Linked DNA regions of Mus musculus: region 2 is linked to region 1. Evidence: chromatin contacts called from public HiChIP or PLAC-seq data. All regions are on one chromosome and are shown on one strand. Each heading gives the region's core, a stretch centred on a gene start, on an enhancer-like site or on the middle of the called end of the contact. The rest is flanking DNA. Distances are from core to core; before and after follow the strand shown. Region 1 overlaps Gm38505 (predicted gene, 38505). Region 2 has its middle 48 kb from the start of Sox2ot.

What was found. HiChIP or PLAC-seq counts read pairs in DNA pulled down with a chosen protein or histone mark.
Region 2: an H3K27ac HiChIP or PLAC-seq map of a colorectal cancer cell line shows a contact between it and region 1, with 9 times the contacts expected there. The contact joins two enhancer-like sites. A contact is called at or near these places in 5 of 484 Hi-C or Micro-C datasets (the MC38 cell line, cerebral cortex, cortical neurons and 2 more) and 3 of 115 datasets of contacts at active chromatin or transcription factors (a colorectal cancer cell line, embryonic basal ganglia and pancreatic cancer cells).

The regions. Positions count from the first base shown.
Region 1 is chr3:34,332,405-34,335,104 of GRCm38.p6, forward strand. It overlaps Gm38505 (predicted gene, 38505), which reads right to left. Exons shown (of 5, transcript NR_166363.1): 2 at 834-957. Among named protein-coding and RNA genes, the nearest start is that of Gm38505, 18 kb to the right of the region's middle. Within about 2 kb of position 1,352, at least 34 of the 459 cell types and tissues checked have an H3K27ac peak or open chromatin away from gene starts, as enhancers often do. A contact at or near this core is called in a colorectal cancer cell line and pancreatic cancer cells, where this site is marked.
Region 2 is chr3:34,511,353-34,514,052 of GRCm38.p6, forward strand. No RefSeq gene overlaps it. Among named protein-coding and RNA genes, the nearest start is that of Sox2ot, 48 kb to the right of the region's middle. Within about 2 kb of position 1,304, at least 23 of the 459 cell types and tissues checked have an H3K27ac peak or open chromatin away from gene starts, as enhancers often do. A contact at or near this core is called in a colorectal cancer cell line and pancreatic cancer cells, where this site is marked.

The DNA of each region.
Region 1 (2,700 bases), core at 102-2,601:
AGGGTGACATGGCACAAGAGAGAGCTCAACAAAGCCAGCATAGGATCCTAAGTGTATTTGTCTCTTTAGCCCCACAGCCCTTGATACTGCCGCTCTGGGACAGAAATGGAAAATTTCATGCTTGCTTCTCTTGGTTTTTCTCCCCCAAACTCCAAAAGCATTTTAATTTAAAATACAATTTGGCTTTAGCTAATTTATTTACTTCATAAGGATTCTTTGTAAACACACACACACACACACACACACACACACACACACCACAAAAGCCCAAAAATATCAGAGTGAAATGATTTACTGTTTCCACTCCCACCTCTGGCTCGCTGGCAACCTCTGAGAGATTTTAGTGTTCCTCTATGAATTAAAGGATGCTCAGGTACCCAGGGGATCTGCTCTATGAATTAAAGGATGCTCAGGTACCCGGGGGATCTGTCCCTGCAAACACCACATCCCTGGGCCGAGGGAGCAAATGCACCTGCCGTTATCCTCCTAGAGGTAAATTACTAGGCTCTAGGCTTTTCACTCTGAATGATGAGAAATGCTGAGCTGCGCCCTCCATCCAGTGCAAGACTGAGCATTCCCCACAGCTCAGCTTGTTTCCTTGACGGGAAAGTCAAATGTTGTCTTATTACTGTTTTTTACTCTCATTTCTTTAAGTATAAGATAGGAGATTATTTTCAAATGATTACAGATCCCTCCATTTTTGTTCCATGTGAACAGTCTGTCCTTTCCTGACCAGCGTGCCACCCTCAGAGTGTAAGAGCCCTTGATGGTAGAAGGGAAGCTGCCTCCGTCTGCCAGGCGCGGTCCTGGTCCTTTAATGCTGTCCCTCATACCTGCCTCTCACGGACGGTGCCTCCACGCCTCTCCTTCATCACAGGCAGTTTGAATTTGAGGTCGCTTTACTCTTGGAAATCAGAAATGATCATATTGTTCAGAAAGGAGATAGTGTTGGCTCTTCTGTAACCGTGACTCCGGGTGAAGCAGGAGAGGAAAACAAGGAGGCACAATTAAAGAGGGTGAAGGGACTTCAGAGATTTGAAAAGTGGGATGTTCTCATGATAAGACCTTGGAAGGAAAATAATACTTATATTTTTCAAAACCAATTTACCCTACCATAATTTCCTGCTTTTCCTTCTGACATTATTATAGGTATGTGTGTTAGAATAAAAATGTTCTTCCTATTTCTGCATTTTAGACATCACGACTTATGGCCACCAACAGAAGTAAGAGTCCCTGTTCATCACGATAGCCTTGGTGCTGGACAAAGTTTGTAACTGACTCCACTATGACTCATGTCTTTCAGTTAGTGGCTACATTTATATTTAGCTCCATAAAGATGACAAATCAGGGGTTAGTGACTACTTGCAGCTCGTAGGGTGTAGACAAGAGTGGCATTCTATCAGGGTAAAACACATTAGTCATGTCCCTGAATCACTGCATTATTATGATCTCTGCAATCATTAGGAAAACCATAGGCTCTGGAAACAAGCAGAAAGCGGGTAAACTTTGCCTGGCTTCTGCCTCTTGGTCACATATTAGTTAAGTTTGTGTCTCTGAAAGAGGGAATAGGAGACAACCTAGCTTCAGGACAAAAAAATTGATTATGAGTATGTGTGTCATAGAGCAAATCTTAAAGTTGTCATATTTTTGATACTAGCTTGCTCACTAACGAGGGCTTATTAAACACTATCCAAATAGCACTGTGATTGATTTAAATTATGTGCAACTTGTATGTGCTTACTATGTTGACACCTTCACTAAACCAGTTTATGTCTTTCTGGGGAACTTTACCTGTGGTCCATCTCTCTAGGATACTTATCTGGCCCTTATTTAAAGTTAGAATGCCTGGCTCTGCAGTGGCAGTGATGTTAGCCACAGTAACGGGCCTCTCATATGCTTCACTAGAGCAAGTGGCTATTGGCCAACTTCCTGGTCCTTGGTCTTCATGACATTCATGTTTGTCCATGCTGTTCCTTCTGTTTGAAATGCTATTCCTATCTTGACTGTTCATGTGGAAATATATATATACATCTCTCCTTATCTGTCAAGGAAATTGGGAGCTGAATTTTATCCTCAGCCATTTCTGCTGATGAGCAAGAATAATGAGAAGGAACACTGTTAAATTGGGTGTGACGAGGCAGGATTATACGGGAGGCAAGCGTGTTTATTTATTAGTTTTAAATGAATGACTTTCCATCACTTCAGTCAACATTTCTGATATGAATATTTTATGTGGAAAGATTGCTATTGTGTTGGTTAGTTTTGCAAATCAGAACCTATTTGCAAAACACCATCAGGCCTTATCATGGTGTTTGCATTACCTCAGGTCTTACAAATTAGTTATTGTGACTGTAGGTCCCTATTAATGTGGAGTGACTGATTAATTTATTTACCTTGTGAGAATCCATATAGCAAAGTACCGATGTTCCATGACTAAGTATGAAGACATGGATTCTTGGTTTTAAAACACAGCCTTCTATTGTGCTTCTTCCCTCACCCTGGGTTCTACATGGCCACAGATGTACCTGATAGAATCGGTTCTAAAATAACCATTTTACAGATTAGATCCCAAACCTACTCATTTTATAAGAGCTCCTTCCTCACTGACTGTATCCTCATCTGGGTCAGGGCACCGTGCTGGAACCTGTGACTCCTGGTAACTTGTCTTTCTTTCCGAATAAACAATGAACTGAAAATCAG
Region 2 (2,700 bases), core at 54-2,553, 180 kb after region 1:
TCAGTGAGAGTTCGGTGAAGAGGTCAGGCTGGGCCAAAGCTTCCGGCTGCTGAGGTGAGGTCTGAACTCAGTGGTCGACCGATCTCCTGCTTGTGCCCTCATGTGTACTACATATGCCCTAGCTCGAAGAGACGTAGCCTGAAAAAGAAAAAGTAAGCACTCTGTATTTACACATTTGCCAAGAGCCACCTAAAGTCACAGCGTGATTTCAGAAACAGTACAGAGGCGAAAGTATGCAGGTGGCATCCCCACAATCGGAGGGACCCTGACATCACCTTAGGCCCTTAGATAGATGAGTTACTTGTTTTCAAAGCAAACACTCAAACTCCTTTCATTTACGATAGTACCTATCATCCTGAAAATTCAAAAGAATAATACAAAGACCCCTGCTGTCAGTTAACAGTTTGCTGCATTTGTGGTTATTATGCCTGTTTCTCTACCACATGTATATAAAAACACTGTATTTTAAGTCATATTAATAGTGAGAAGTGAGGTGGGACCTGTGTCTGGCTTGTGTTCGTACTCCTCCGAGAAGCCCAGTGATGCCTTTGTATATTAAACATGAAGGGCAGTGGATGAGGCTGAGTGTAAACCTCATCTTTGACTTTTAATTTTTGGTATGTGTGTAAGTTGACACATATCATCTTTCCAAAACATGTCCTATAGCTTATAAAATGTTCATCTTGGGGCTGACAAGGTAGCTCAGCAGGTAAGGGCCCCTGAGGACAAGCCCAATGACCAGAATAATTCCCAGAATCCACATAATGGGAGGAAAGAACCAACTTCCACTGTCCTCTTTCTTAAACACACACTCTGGCACCAAAGCATGCCCTCCCCCATCATGCACAAATAATAAATAAATAAATGCTTTTTAGAAATGAACATGAAGCATGCATGAGTAGTGGTGCATCCTTTTAATCCCAACACTTAGGAAGCAGAGATCTCTGAGCTGTGGGCCAGCCGAGTCTATAGAGTGAGTTCCAGGACAGCCATGGCTACACAGAGAAACCCTGTCTCAAACAAAACAAAATAAAACAAGTGTTCTTTCTAAAATGTCTGTTCAGTCAGTCTATGAATAAAGGAATCATAGTGGAAACGTCACGTGAGGTTACAGAGATGCTTCAGGGGATGCAAGGATGCAAGGGGATGCTCCAGGGCAAACACATCAGCTCTTCACATTGGACAAAAAAAGCAAAGACCTTTCTGGAAAACACTCCAGCACCGTCGCCACCACTGGCACCAGCAGACTGAGTGACACCTTGGGAGTAGCAGTCCACTTTCATGACTCACAGTCAAACCCAACCTCCCAAATTCAGACCATCCAGATGGGCTGTGAGAATGCATAGTATCCTCCCAGGGCCGGGAGGCGCCAGTCAACGACTTAACTATTCACAGTCAAAGGTTCTACGTGTAAGTCCTCACAAGAAGACACAGTGGTTGAGGGGAAACGTGCACGTCCAGTGTGCAAAAGACAGACCAAAATGTCTGGGCACCGCCCAGGCAGATTTAATAGGTGGGCTGACAAAAAAAAAAAAAAAAAAAAAAACACACATTGTACTTATTTCAAACTGGGGCAGCAAGACGTGGGAGGGAGATGCGTCATAATTGATCCATGGACCAGATCCAAATGGCCACAGAGCGGCTGAATTCTGAATCAGAGCTGTGGTTAACATGTCTTTTCCTTTCCCTGTTGAAATAAACTCATAAACAGGGAGTCCTAACAGATCCCAGATGAAGTCCCTTGTTCACCTGATACGAATTAAGTTTCATTGTTAAAGACTAATATAGTCATTTGAGCTGACTAAATTGGTAACTATAAAGCTGGCACTGGGTGGTTCATTATATATTTCGTAGTAACAGCAAAATGTGCTGTCTGGAAACAGGATACATCCCGGGAACTCCAGTCAGATTCACACTTTCACAGAAAGACATTTGCAAGCTAACAAACCCACAAAAACCATGAAGCTTGGGGGCAGTGGGGGGGGGAGCTCCTTAGGCCCCCACACTTTCCTGACGAGGTTCAGATTTGCTGAGGGCTGAAGACGTTTTCTTCAGTGCTGTAGCCATTGGTCAGGAGTCCACGTTTCTGTAAATAGCCCCTCATCTGTGCTCCTGGAAGCGACCCTAATTAAACGAATTAAATCACCAGGAAAAAAAAAAATGAAAAACAGAAATGGGGGCTTGGTTGGGAAGAGGAGAATTAGCAGAGGAGAGGTTGGAGGTGGGGGATGTGGTCAAAATACATAAGTACATTATGAAAAGTCACATGGAGCCCATTATTATGAATAATTAGCATATACTAATAAAAAGATTTTTTTAATGCCACAAGAGAATGATTAAGCATCATAAAACCATGTCATTTGTGGGCTGTTGTGCCCCACACCCTAATCTCAGCATCCCTGAGGCAAAGGCAAATGGTTCCCTGTGAGATTAGGCCAGGCTGATCTACATAGTAAGTTTCAGGCTCTCCGGGACTGCACAGTGAGACCCTGTCTCAAAGGAAGGAAAGGAAGTGACTTAGAAAATGTTCCGTATGCAACCTTGTTGTATGTTTGGATAGATAAAGTAAGCTGACCATTGAGCTGCTTTGTGAGACACCTGGCGTCCTATCACTGGCTAACAGTTGCCACGTGAGCTGTGGACTGCCACAGGAACCCAAAGCACAGGACACTGGTGGTTGTTAGGCTCTGAGTACATGTC